Regions from separate parts of the Mus musculus genome. Here regions 2 and 3 are each linked to region 1. A link is a contact called in public HiChIP or PLAC-seq data. All regions are on one chromosome and are shown on one strand. The core of a region is the stretch at or near the end of the contact, and the rest is flanking DNA. Distances in the headings are between cores, read along the strand shown.

Region 1 (3,958 bases), core at 831-3,330:
TGACTTTGGTGTGCAACCTTTAAAAAAAAAATGTTGTGGTGCCTCAGTTTCCCCATCTGTAAAATGGGTATAACATTCACCTACCTCGTGTATGGACAGTGCCTCACACAGTGCTGAGCACATCCACATGTTCAATAAATATGCATTGGTACTAACCGTGAGAACTTCAACTCCAGCTAAGAACCCTGGCTGGAGAGCTATATGCACTAGGGTGGGGTGGTCCCTACAGTAACTGCCTGTCACAGAGAGGAGGAATCCGAGGGTCTCAGGGAAGAGGTAGTCCTTGAGGGAACAGGTTATGAGAGGAAGGTGGCTAATATTTATTGATGTTATTTCTGTGGTTTTTGGTGTTGGGGCCAAGGTTTGACACAGGCTAAGTGACTATGCCAGAAGTATGCAAATAGGCATATGGAAGGAGGTTGGCTGCATCTCAGATGAGGAAGACGGACAAGCCGCCCAGTCTTTCTGTAGCCCCAAATTCCTTCTCCTTAACTCAGAGCAATTTAACCCATATGCTGCTCCCTACCGTGTTAGGATGGTGGCTAGACCCAGGCCTCCTCCCTTCCTACTGCACTATGTAAAGGTCCTGCTATCAAACAGGGCCAGGGTCCCAGAAAGACTACTGCATCCCTGACCTTGTGACCAGGATTCACCAGTCCACGTGCAGGCCTATGTTTGCAGCCCTTCCCTCCCCCCCACCCCCCAACATCCTAGCCCTGGCCTCCTCCCCTGCTTATGCCGCCCAGGAGCAGAGCTCCTGCAAGCCCCAGCCTCAGACATTTCAGACTTCGATGTATGTAGTCAGCCTTTTTGGAACATGAAGGGTATAACCTTTTCCTATTGGAAGCAGGTCCGTTCAGATGTTCGGTCCCAGTGTGGGTCCTAAGTTTTTCCTGTGTTAACTGACCTCAGTGGCCTAATGGAAAGTCACCATATAAGACTGTCTTACTGCCTCTCCATTCAAGTTAACATGGCACTTGACTTAGGGAACCTCACTTATCCTGCCAAGCTGGTACTGTGCTGAAACCATTTGTCTTTTTTAGGTGAGATCTTCCTCTCTTGCCTGGGCTATTGATTCCAGTGATCCTCCTGCCTCAGCTTCCTGGGACTACAGGTGTTCCTCACTGTGCCCTGCTTTCCTATTTTAAAGACTGAAAAAACAAGGCCCAGAGAGCTTTGGGAAGTTGCTTAGGTTGTTGGTTGTATTTTTTTCATTTGTTTTGTGAGTGGTTGTTTGACTTCTGAGGTGTGGCAGACTCTGGGAATGCGTCCATGATCAGAATAGACAGGGTGGCTAGGAGTTTACTTTGGACTGAGGGGAGGGCAGTGACTGGAAACCAGTTAAGGAGACTTGTAGGTAGTGGGAAGTGCTGGGTGTGTGTGTGTGTGTGTGTGTGTGTGTGTGTGTGTGTGTGTGTGTGTGTACCCAAGGTCAGCTTCACTTTAAGGGAGGCTGTTGAGGTCTGACCTCTGCACTGACCACTGTAGAGAAGACAAGTGGATCGGAAGGAACATTCCGAGGGAGAATGGAGAGGCCTGGAGACAGGGAGGGGATGGGTGTGCCCCAGGGGTGTGCTGACTGACAGAGGTTGGACATACTGCCAGCGAACAGGCCAGGTAGGAAGGCAGGCAGCTCAGTCCTGTGGCCCCTGTGTTCCCTGTGTGGATGTGCACTTTGGAATGCTCTCAGGATGGTGGCAAGGCCTGGAGGTGTAGCAAGGGAACACATTCCTTTGATGCTATATTTAGAAATGAGCTCTAGAGCATTTGGTTTGTACAGAGGAGCAGGTGGAACTGTTGCTCCTGAGCCCATCTAGCCTGCTCCCCTGGGTGTCTGGGGCTGGAAACTTTTCTGGGTCTGCATCGCTTGGCAGCCAGGCTAAAGGCAAAAGAGAGTGAACCAGGCATGACCAGTGTCATTGGGTCTGTGAGATGACCAAGAGTCCCCAGAGTCCTGGGGATAGAGAGCCCTCCATCTTGGGAGTGGAAACCTTATGGTGTGTTATCTAGTTAGCAGGAAATGTTAGAGACAGGTGAAAATGTAGGGACAGGTGAAAGGTCTGTTGCCTCACAGGGTCTGACACTGATGGAGCAGATTGTGTCAACAATGTGTCACAGGAATGGAAAGAATGTGCCCTGAGTCCACCTCCCCACCCCACCCCACCCCAAAAAAACCCCATAAAACCAAAAATCAAATAAATGAATAAACACACACACACACACACACACACACACACACACACACACACAGAGAGAGAGAGAGAGAGAGAGAGAGAGAGAGAGAGAGAGAGAGCTTGTCTATGTATATGTGTAAGTGGCTGTGTCCTAGTCCTCTTCCATAGGCCTTGTGTCCCTAGTCTATGCACACTCAGTCTTTCCCAGGCTGGGGGTTGAGTCAGATGGCAGAGGTTGGAGGACTGAGGGAAGGCAGTGACTGTGGGCCAGTATAACACCTCTCTGGCCACCAGGCCAGAACAGTGGGAGCTGCCTCCAGGGTTGCTACCCAGGGGCCACCTGGGTCTGACCCCTGCTGAAAACCTGCTAGAGCTATGGTTGCAGGGTTCGGTGGCACCTTGGACAACCTATCTAACAGATCAGAAGGAAAACTACCTTTCCCCCCAAAGACTTGACTGTGTAGAATGTAGCTAACTAATATGCCCAGCCAGGCACCTGGCTGCACAGCTATAATTCCCTCTGCCCCCCAACTCCCAGGAGAAGAACGAGATCATCATGGACTACACAGTGAAGCCTAATCTCTGAAATAAATTTCTTTAAAAAGTGTCTGGAACTTGGCTTTTGTACATACACTTAGTGAATTAGAAAGGGCACAGGTATGTGTGTGCCTTCCTAGAGAGCCAGAGCCCAGGCCACGGGAATGGTGGCTTTTATTATTATTTTTTTTTTACACTCACAGATGTCTAATATTCAATTTTAAGGTTTTTGTAATTTTTTTTCTATGTAAGCCCCCTTCATCTCTTCAAATCCTCAGTAAAGTCTGCTACAAACACAGATATCTGCGCTCGTGTGATTTCTTTGTACAGAAATGGAGTTCTGTGCCTGTTACGGAGCACCCAGACCAGGAGTGCCCATAGGGCAGGTGCACACTGGAGCACACAGACCAGCGGTGCGCACAGGGCAGGTGAGCACTGGGACAGGGCCTGCTGAGCAGAGCCTATGGGAACAGGACCCGAACTCAGTGCTGAAGGAGTTAGAATACTCTTGAAAAGGGCGTCCTAGGAGGCTGGCTGTGGTTCCACAGCACTACTGGGCATCTTACTCAGCTCAACTGCTCTACTGTTCTAAATTGAACTGGTTTGGGGTTCACAGAGGTCTGATGCAGAAGCCCCGCCTGTACCTGCTGCATCTCCCACTCCCGGTCCTGAGCAGGGTTTGGGGAGGCCTTGCCTGGATGACTGCGCCTGCCCTCAGTGGACACCTTCCTCCCTGTACCAGACTCTGGAAGGACAGCAGATTCTTATTTGGGTTGGGAGTTGGGGACATGACTGAGAGGAGAGTTGGGGCTGAGAAGAGAAGCTGTGGTCAGCCCTGTGCTGAGACGTGGTGTGTATAGGGAAGGAAGAGTTGGAGAAGCAGGAGTGTGATTTGCTGTCAGAGGTAACGGAAAGGTTTTGGGGCTAGGGGAGGTCAGCTGCTGCTCTTCACAGGGAGATGAGGATGACCATGGAGAAGTGACCACTTACAACAGAGACCCCTGTCTCCTTTTCAAATAAAAAGGACCAGATCCCTGTGTTTGGATAGACACTCAGAATAACACCATATTTTCCAGCTTTCACACTGCAGTCCAATGTGGTTATGTTTGGCCAGTGGAGGTAAGCAGATTTCCAGAAGGGAAAAAAATTCTAGGGAATTGTATGGAGTATGATGTAATGGCTGGATGTAGTATAACTATGTAGCAGTGTAGCTACATTGGACTCTGAGATGACCTTAACTGGCAACC
Region 2 (3,958 bases), core at 812-3,311, 230 kb after region 1:
ACAGTCCCAAGCTTCTTCAGGGTCGGACCCTGGATTCTTGCCTGCTGGGGACCTCTGGGTGTCAGTTTCAACAGTAGGCCCTGTTGGGGACAGTTGACCCCAAATAGTGTCCTCTAAGGTAACAGATCCTCACTTGAGGCTGTTTAATGTCTTGTGGCTTCATCTTCTTGACCCAGACTCTTCCCCTTCCTCAAGAGGCTGTCAGCCACAAAGGCCTGGGTCTCTAAAGATGAGTAAACTAGCTTTCTCTTTTGTCCCAGTCTGAACAGCCTCTCACCATTTCCTCCAGGGCTCCAGATACTTCAGGAGCTGGGATGCTGAACGCCTCACCTTCTGCCTGTTTGTCTAGCTTGTAGGAGGCCAGGTCACAGCCGTGGTCTTGGGTTCTAGCCCTCCCCAGATGGTATGGGGTAGACAGATCCCAGGAGCAGAGAGGCAGCTGGTGGCATGGCTGTCCCTTCCCAGAAGCCACCAGGCAGTGTGTGCTTTGGGAGGAGTGCTGGCAAGTCCCTCTCACCGCTGCACCCGACCCTGTGCCGCAGGCAGACAGTCAACATCGGTGGCAGTGGGGCCCTCCAGATGGTGAGCCCCCCAGCAGCCCCCTGAAGGGGACCATGTGGCTGATAGTCTCTTTAGTCACACTTTGAAAGCCAAATGATGAGAAAGGACCAGCAGGAGCCAGGTCCCACGGACGCCAACAGCGCAGAAGGCAAGCATGTGGTCCACTAGATTTGTACCACCAGGACCTTCTTCCCGCCAGTTGGGAGCCCTAAGGGTCTTCCTTTCCAGGGCTCTGTTCCTCATTCCTTTGGAGGGCTGTGAGCCCAGCCTGGCCTCGCAGCAGGAAGCCCTGAGCTCCAGTGACACCAAACACTCATTTCTACTCTGCACCTCGGTTCCTCCATTCTGGGTATCCCTGACTTCTAGAGGCCACACTGCTCTTAGAAGAAGCCATAGGATGTTCATGCTGTAGAGTAATTTCTGTATAGACGCTAAGAGATCCTGAGATGAAGAGATGAAGACACTGCCAGCGTCCTTAGGTACCACTCCACTCCCCTCCATCCCCAGGAGGTCCTATGCCTTTGTTTCCTGCTGGCAGCGCCTGGTTCTGGAACTCTTCAACACTCTGATTGGGCCATCCTTGAGCTGCCAGGCAGGCAAGCAAGCAAGCAAGCACGCAAGCAGACGCCTGGACCAAAGCACATTTCTTGCACCTGCCAGTTTGGTAGAGTGATCTGGAAGATGCCAGGCTCATTTCTGCCTCTCAGGGCTTGGCCAAGGGAGGTGCAGAGGCCAGGGAGGATGTCCTTAGAGCAGTTCCTGGGCCTCCATCCTCAAAGTAGAAAGGGAGCATTGACTTCTGCCACAGGAGAGAAATAGTTTTCAGTTTTCTTTTTCTCAAAGCATTTGCGTGTTCCAGCAGTGGAGCAAGGGACATTGGGTCCCAGCCTAGCTGAGGTGGAGGGACGTGGAGAAAGGTGGGGTATGATGTATCCTCAACTTGCCACACGAGCTCAGAACACCTCCCTGGGCCATGGTGACCTGTAAATTGAGCAGGGTGGGAAAGGGCCATCTGCTGGTTCTCCCATGATGGGTGTGTCCACGCTCCCTTCATAGAGCCTGTGCCATCAGCATGGTGACAAGCCTCTTGCCTTCATGAAAAGCCGGCTTGCCCTTTGCTTGTGTTCAGATGGTGTTGGCTGGCTTCGTGAGAAGCCTGAGGTTATATTTTGAGATCCGCTAGGCAGGGTTGTGTGGTTCTTCTCGTTGTCCGTGGTTGTGCACACTTTGATCCAGTCCCCCACCACAGTAGAGTCGCCCCGTGGCTCACGTCTACAGCTTTCTTGAGGGTGTCTGGTGTGTTTCCTGTATGAAATGATTTCCTGTTCCTGTCAGAGCACCCAGAACTGAGAACCTCTGACCTTCTCTCTGTCAGCCATGTGCTGTGCATCCAAGATTGTCCCGCTGGTTAGAGAAGCCAGGAGCTCTGTCTCATCCCTGCTCTGTCACCCAGGCCAGCTTGCTCATGCTGAGGCCAGCTTGTTGGCAGTCAAATACACTGTCTTAAGAGGGTGGATCAAGGACCATATCTGTGACTCAGAGCCTTTCCTGGTGCCATGACATAGCCCTTGAGGTATGTGAAGCTGGGCTCTTAGCCTTCCGTGCCTGCTGTAACCTTCCAGGTCTGGGGAATACCCAGGTTGATAACAGTGCATGTTAGGCTGCCCAGGAGAAGGGGCCTGGGCCTGGGAGTAGCGTTGGGGAGAAAGCAGGAGAAAGCTGTTCACACCTGAACTTTTCTCTTCTCTCCTTCCCCCTCCTACGTCTGGGCTTTGGGGGTCATCTTAGATCTAGGTGCAGAACTAGTACATACCTGTGCCTGGGCTAACTTCCAGAGCCCAGGGGGTAGAGATGAGAAAAAAAATGTTCTGTGTGAGGGTCCCTGGTTGTAAGAAAGAGGAGGGGACAGGCTGGTTGTGAGTAACTGATCTTGAATGATGGACAGGCTCGAGATAAAGGAAAGGATGTTGGTTCTTTCTTTGCTTTATTCTTTTCTTCTTAGGGATTTTTTGAGACAAGGTCTCAGTACGTAGCCCAAACTTGACTTGAATTCAATTCCCTTCTGCCTCAGTTTTCTAAGTGCTGGGATCATAGGTGTGTACCACCACGCCAGCAGGAAGTCGGTGCTTAAAAAAATAAAAGTTCACATCTGAATATAAATCTAATGTGTAAGGAAGAACTGAGGGGGATAAATCAGTGGACATTAAAATCCTCCTCTCCACCCCCCCCCCCGCCACCCCCAATTCTGTTCTCCTGAGCGAGCCGCTGCTCACTTGTTGGTGTTAATAGAGATGTGAAGGAGATTCTTCAGTTACAAAGGACACTAGCTTAAAAGATGGGGACCCCGGGCAGTGATTTTTCATATACCCCAGGAGTCCTGGGTCAGTCAGCACCACACATAGTCTCAGAGTACAGAGGTGGGTGAGCCGGGGAACCAATGGTAGAATACAGAAATGCAGAGTAAGAGGTGGCTGGGGCCAGAGCAGCTCCTGTCCAGAAAGAGAGCCCTGGGCTTTCCTTAGACCCCCTAATGGCAGGGCCCCCTGCTTAGCTAACACGTTGATTTGCTCTGGTCTCTGGGCAAGAGAAGTTAAGTCATTTCTTGCCTCATAGGTTTTATCGCTTGGTCCCTGTTCTGTCCTCTGGGCTTCATGGAGGATGCACAGCCTCCGCAAACTGCTGCCTCGTTCACACACCTAAAACCCACCCACAAGGCTGATGGATCAGTAAGTGTAGTCCTTGCCACACAAGCCTGAGACCCTGAGCCGTGCTGCCCAGCACTCATGTGCAAAGTACAGTGAGACACTTTGTGGTTTTGACCCAAGCACCAAGAGTCTGGGACAGGACCAGCCAGCCTAGCCAGATCAGTGACCTCCAGCTTCCGAGTGACCCTGCTTCAGAAAATAAAGTGGGGTGCAATCGAGAAAGATGTGCAAGATGGCTCTCTAGCCTCTACTACTCAGACACACACATACAACCCCGCCTCTTGTTCCTTGCCGTACCTCCATGCTTTCAGGCCTGCCACTCGGATTCCCACATGGGCACTATTATCCCTGTGCCCTCTAGGGCCGGTCCGGTGTGACTGGAGAGGGCGGGGCTGCTGGCTAGGCTTTCGGAGCAGGTGAGGCGTAGTACCCTGTTAGAGGGTATGCGGTGGCAGCAAGAAAGGGAAGCCCATTCCAGGCCGAGGAATGGCAAGCAGGCAGGAATGTTTATCCACGGCAGGTGCACACTGTGAGCTTCTGCTGGGGCCAGGAGAAACCCCAGCCCCCTGGGCTCCCCCCTAGTCCCATGCCCTTATATGGCTGTCCTTATATAGCTGCCCTGCACTCCAGGACAGGGACAGAGCCCCTCCTACTGTACACCCAAGGCTCGGGCCAAACCCAGGATAGGCTTA
Region 3 (3,958 bases), core at 960-3,459, 140 kb before region 1:
ATCCCCAGGACCACAATAGTGGGAAGAGAGAATCAGCCCCCGACCGGTTCCCTCCAACTTCCACATATACACTGTGGCATGTGGGTCAATCCTGCCCCCAGTAAAAATGTAAAAACATCTTTAACATCTTTTTAAACGTTTGGCCAAAGGAATACATGAGTCATCTACAAGAATGTGGAAATGCCTGCCATTGTGTACTAGAAGGCAAGTCACTTGCAATGACTGGGGAGAGGGATGAGAGACGATGGGTCGGGTGGACAGGAGGCTATTAGGAGTCCTGACAATACTTTTGATTCTGCAGTCCTTTCTGTGACAACGCCTTGGCCAGTTTACATCTTTGCAGGTCACAGGGTCAGTGCATACAGAGGCAGAGGCAGGAGGCCCTATTGCCACAACACTGGTGAGATCAACCACTAGTCTGCAAGATCCCAGACAAAAGGGGGGGACTTCCGTACTGATGGCTCACAGCAATGTGTGTAGACTGTGCAGTCTCATTTATTCCAAAGTTTTCAGTACTGTGACTGAACTCAGGGCTACACATACAGTAGGCAAGGACTCTACTCTACTCCTGAGCTATACCCTATGGCCCTTTTCCATCAGTCTCAAATAATGCAGGGGACCTTAAACTTCTGATTCTCCTGCCTCCACCTGTTAGAATCACAGGTGCAGCTACAATACCAGGTTTATGTGGTGGTAGGGATTGAACCCGGGGCCTTGTGAATGCTTGTAAGTGTTCTACAATAAAAACCCCAATCCTTTTGAATTGGGAAAAAAAAAAAAAGATTTTCAAGAGCTTCCATTAACCACTGAGCCATCTCCCCAGCCCCATTACATTAATTTTTTTTTTAAAGTGTGTTTTTCTTCTTTCAAAATTTGCAAAGCATTTGCACAATGATATTTTGGTACCTGAAAGTAACTATATTTTAGTGGGATTTTTTTGTTTTTTGTTTTGTTTTGTTTTGTTTTTGAGACAGGGTTTCTCTGTGTAGCCCTGGTTGGTCTGCAACTCAGAAATCTGCCTGCCTCTGCCTCCCAAGTGCTGGGATTAAAGGCATGCGCCACCACTGCCTGGCAATATTTTAGTTTTGTGAGTATAATACTCTATATACCTTGATCTTCTGCTTCAAAAGTAAGATTGTAATACTGATCTCCTTCATACTAAGATGTGCCATCATTAATAAGCTTAAGGTGGCTTTTATATTTGAGACAGAATCGCCTGTAGTCCAGGCTGGCTTTGAACTGCTGAGCCTCTGGCCTCTAATTTTCTAGTTGCTGAGATTACAGTCACTCACCACTATGCCTGGCTATGCTAAAGTGGTTTTGAAACGCTAAGGAAGGAAGTCTTTAGAAAAAGCATTCCTATGGATTTTTTTATAGGTAGATAGAATAATTTATCATTAAGTTAAATCCTGTCACTTTTGCAATCCTGTGAGAAACAGAGAAAGCAGCTGTCGCTTTAGGACACCTGCCAAAGAAGGGATTACACTCTTTTGACGTTTGCCAGCTGCTTAAGAGTTCTCAGGTCCCTTCCACCCTGCAGCTCTCTTCATACTCCGTTCTCTCGACCTTCAAATCTCAGTTTTCGTTTTCCTTCCCATTGCACCCCACCCCAATCAGATGTTAGACACCCCCCCCCACCACCACAGGGGCTCTCTTTGACCAGCCTTTCCCTAACACTCCCAATATCTTCTAGCGGAAGGAGACTTGCAGAGCCACCCCACGACCCCATTATTCTCCACACTCAACAGGGAACCTTGCAACCAACACTCAGCCAGGATCCCGCCCTGCAGCGGTGGAGGCGGAGGCAGGGTTGACTGCAAATGCAGACTCCGAGGGCAGGCCTGTTCCCAGGGTCCGGGGATGCTCGGAGAACACGGCGGCGGCAAGGCCGAGGCCGGAGGCTCAGACCTTCTTCCCGGCGGTGCCCAACACCCCCTCGCGCCCCACAGCCCCGGCAGTGCCGACTCCGAGCCCTCCCTGGACCCGGCCGCACCCCACTCACCTCACAGGCCGCGTCTGCTCCACGCGGGGCCGAGCCGGGCCCGGGCGGCGGGTCCCGGCGGGACGGCCGGGGTGGGAGCCCGGGGCGGGGTGACGGGGGAGCCCGGGCCGGGGGTGGGTCCCGCAGCGCCGCTTTCAGTTGTTCCGCTGTTTGAAATTGGCGCCGGCGGAGCGTTGCGGTCACGTGACGGAGCGTCGCCAATCGGCACCGGCTTGTCTCCGGGTTCCGGCCCCGAACGCTCGGTGTCCTGAGGAGCGGCGGCCGCGGCCGGGAGGGCGGGTAAGGCGGCCCCGGCGGGGCTCGAGGGGCGGCGGGAGGGACGCGGGGACGCGCGGACGGCGGCCAGCAGCCTGCTCCGCCCCGCCCCGGACCGCCCTGCCTCAGTGGTCGACTTCCTTCCGGGACAGCGTACGCCACTTCCCCGGGCTGGCTACCCACTCGGTTACCCCTGGGTCCCCCGCCCCGCTCAGTCCACGCGGCTCCGTGGGGTCCGGCTTGGGTTTCTGGCCCTAGACTTGCGGTTACGTGGCTCCGCCCCGCTCCGGTCTGTGGCCGCCTCCTCCCGGGCCCCAGCCCCCGAGGTGTCCGGACGATCGTTTATTCCCTCGAAGTACTTTACGATAAGAGCGGAGGATACAGCGGCGGACCCGGGCGTCCTCCCCCTGGCCTCAGCGTCTGATGGCGAGGGAGCACAGAATGAGATGAACAGATCGGTAGAATTCTAGCTACAGAGGAACAAGTTAGAGGCCGGTGGGTTTTGTCTGACACAAGGTTGTGTAGAATTCTGGATCCTCGTGTTTCCGCCTTCGGAGTAGCCGGGGTCACTGGCTCGCCCTCCCGCAGCCTCCTGTGATAACTTTGTTTATTTTAATGAGATCTTGACTTAGGACAGTAAAGCCGTTCTTTCTTTCTTTCCTTTTTTTTTTTTTAAAGGAGCTGAGAACGCGGTGTAAGATCTGTTACCCATTACACAGAAGAGAGGGAAACCCTGAAGTAAATAGAGAAGGGAGAGCTGCTTTGACCGGGAGGAGGCCTGCTGAATACAAAGGCCTAAGATGTAGTGAGTGTGGTATGCTATGAGACAGGAGGCAGGGTCTTCGCCTTTCTGAATTTTGTTCTTATTTAATATTTGAAGGAACCCGGTTAGAAGTTGTAAGCAGCTAGGTATGTGGCACGTACCAATAATCCTGGTGTGAGACAAAAGGGCCTCACATTAGTCTAGTCTGGGCTACATAATAAGACTGTGTTTGAAGAGTGAGCAGAGTGTGGTGGTGCACACCTTTAATTCCAGCACCCAGGAGGCAGAGGCAGGCAGATCTCTGAATTCCAGGCCAGCCAGGTCTACATTGCCAGCCCCAGGCTAGCCAAGGCTACATAACAAGACTCTATCTCAAAGATTAATAAAAATAGGCAAAGGCTGAGCAGAAACGAGCCAAAACCTGACTTCGATTTTGTTTGGGTAAGAGATTATATAGCTAAAACTGAGATGGGATGTGGCCCTATTTCCTATTTCATGGATTGTGGATTGATTGACTAAAAGCAAACTGAGCCGGAGAATTCACCTGCTTCCTGTCTGCTAAGGTGATGTGCCCAGCTGCTGTCAAGTTCCCGCTGCTGAGACTCCTCAACACTGTACCCTGGATCTGTGAGCCAGAGCAGGCCCTTCTTTCCTTAACTTGCCTTCCCAGTGGGGCCAGCCTGTGATCCCATCATGTGGGAGGTGGAGACTACATAGTGCATTTGAAGCCAGGGGAGGCTATGCGAGACCCTGTCTCACAAAAGCCAAAATAATTCTATGAGGGCTGGTCTATAGCCAAGAGGTACAGTTACTGCCTAATGTGCTGAGGCCTGAGGTTCAGTCTGAAAGCCAAAAAGAATATATTCAAAACCATGCAAAGTCGGGATTGCTGGATGCTAAGTACATGCGACTTAATCCGTAACTCGGTTGACATCTCC

Evidence for each region. HiChIP or PLAC-seq counts read pairs in DNA pulled down with a chosen protein or histone mark.
Region 2: a contact with region 1 is called in a FOXA1 HiChIP or PLAC-seq map of pancreatic cancer cells. The contact joins two enhancer-like sites. A contact is called at or near these places in 1 of 115 datasets of contacts at active chromatin or transcription factors (pancreatic cancer cells) and 1 of 9 other capture datasets (embryonic stem cells).
Region 3: a contact with region 1 is called in a FOXA1 HiChIP or PLAC-seq map of pancreatic cancer cells. The contact joins the promoter of Rhno1 here to the enhancer-like site in region 1. A contact is called at or near these places in 9 of 39 promoter capture datasets (the 3T3-L1 cell line, 3T3-L1-derived adipocytes, the HPC-7 cell line and 4 more), 1 of 15 datasets of contacts at CTCF or cohesin (embryonic stem cells), 48 of 484 Hi-C or Micro-C datasets (B cells, the HL-1 cell line, LSK cells and 26 more), 23 of 115 datasets of contacts at active chromatin or transcription factors (T-cell acute lymphoblastic leukemia, astrocytes, craniofacial prominence and 12 more) and 4 of 9 other capture datasets (adipose tissue, embryonic stem cells, liver and 1 more).

Annotation. Positions count from the first base shown.
Region 1 is chr6:128,223,338-128,227,295 of GRCm38.p6, reverse strand. It overlaps Tead4 (TEA domain family member 4), which reads left to right. Exons shown (of 12, transcript NM_011567.2): 12 at 1-153. Among named protein-coding and RNA genes, the nearest start is that of 9330102E08Rik, 42 kb to the right of the region's middle. Within about 2 kb of position 2,080, at least 31 of the 459 cell types and tissues checked have an H3K27ac peak or open chromatin away from gene starts, as enhancers often do. A contact at or near this core is called in extraembryonic endoderm stem cells, pancreatic cancer cells and trophoblast stem cells, where this site is marked.
Region 2 is chr6:127,989,849-127,993,806 of GRCm38.p6, reverse strand. The region is part of intron 1 of Tspan9 (tetraspanin 9); the gene reads left to right. Among named protein-coding and RNA genes, the nearest start is that of Tspan9, 43 kb to the left of the region's middle. Within about 2 kb of position 2,061, at least 117 of the 459 cell types and tissues checked have an H3K27ac peak or open chromatin away from gene starts, as enhancers often do. A contact at or near this core is called in pancreatic cancer cells, where this site is marked.
Region 3 is chr6:128,361,162-128,365,119 of GRCm38.p6, reverse strand. Rhno1 (RAD9-HUS1-RAD1 interacting nuclear orphan 1) reads left to right here and starts at 2,209. Exons shown (of 3, transcript NM_001326585.1): 1 at 2,209-2,281. It overlaps Foxm1 (forkhead box M1), which reads right to left and starts at 2,126. Exons shown (of 8, transcript NM_008021.4): 1 at 2,003-2,126.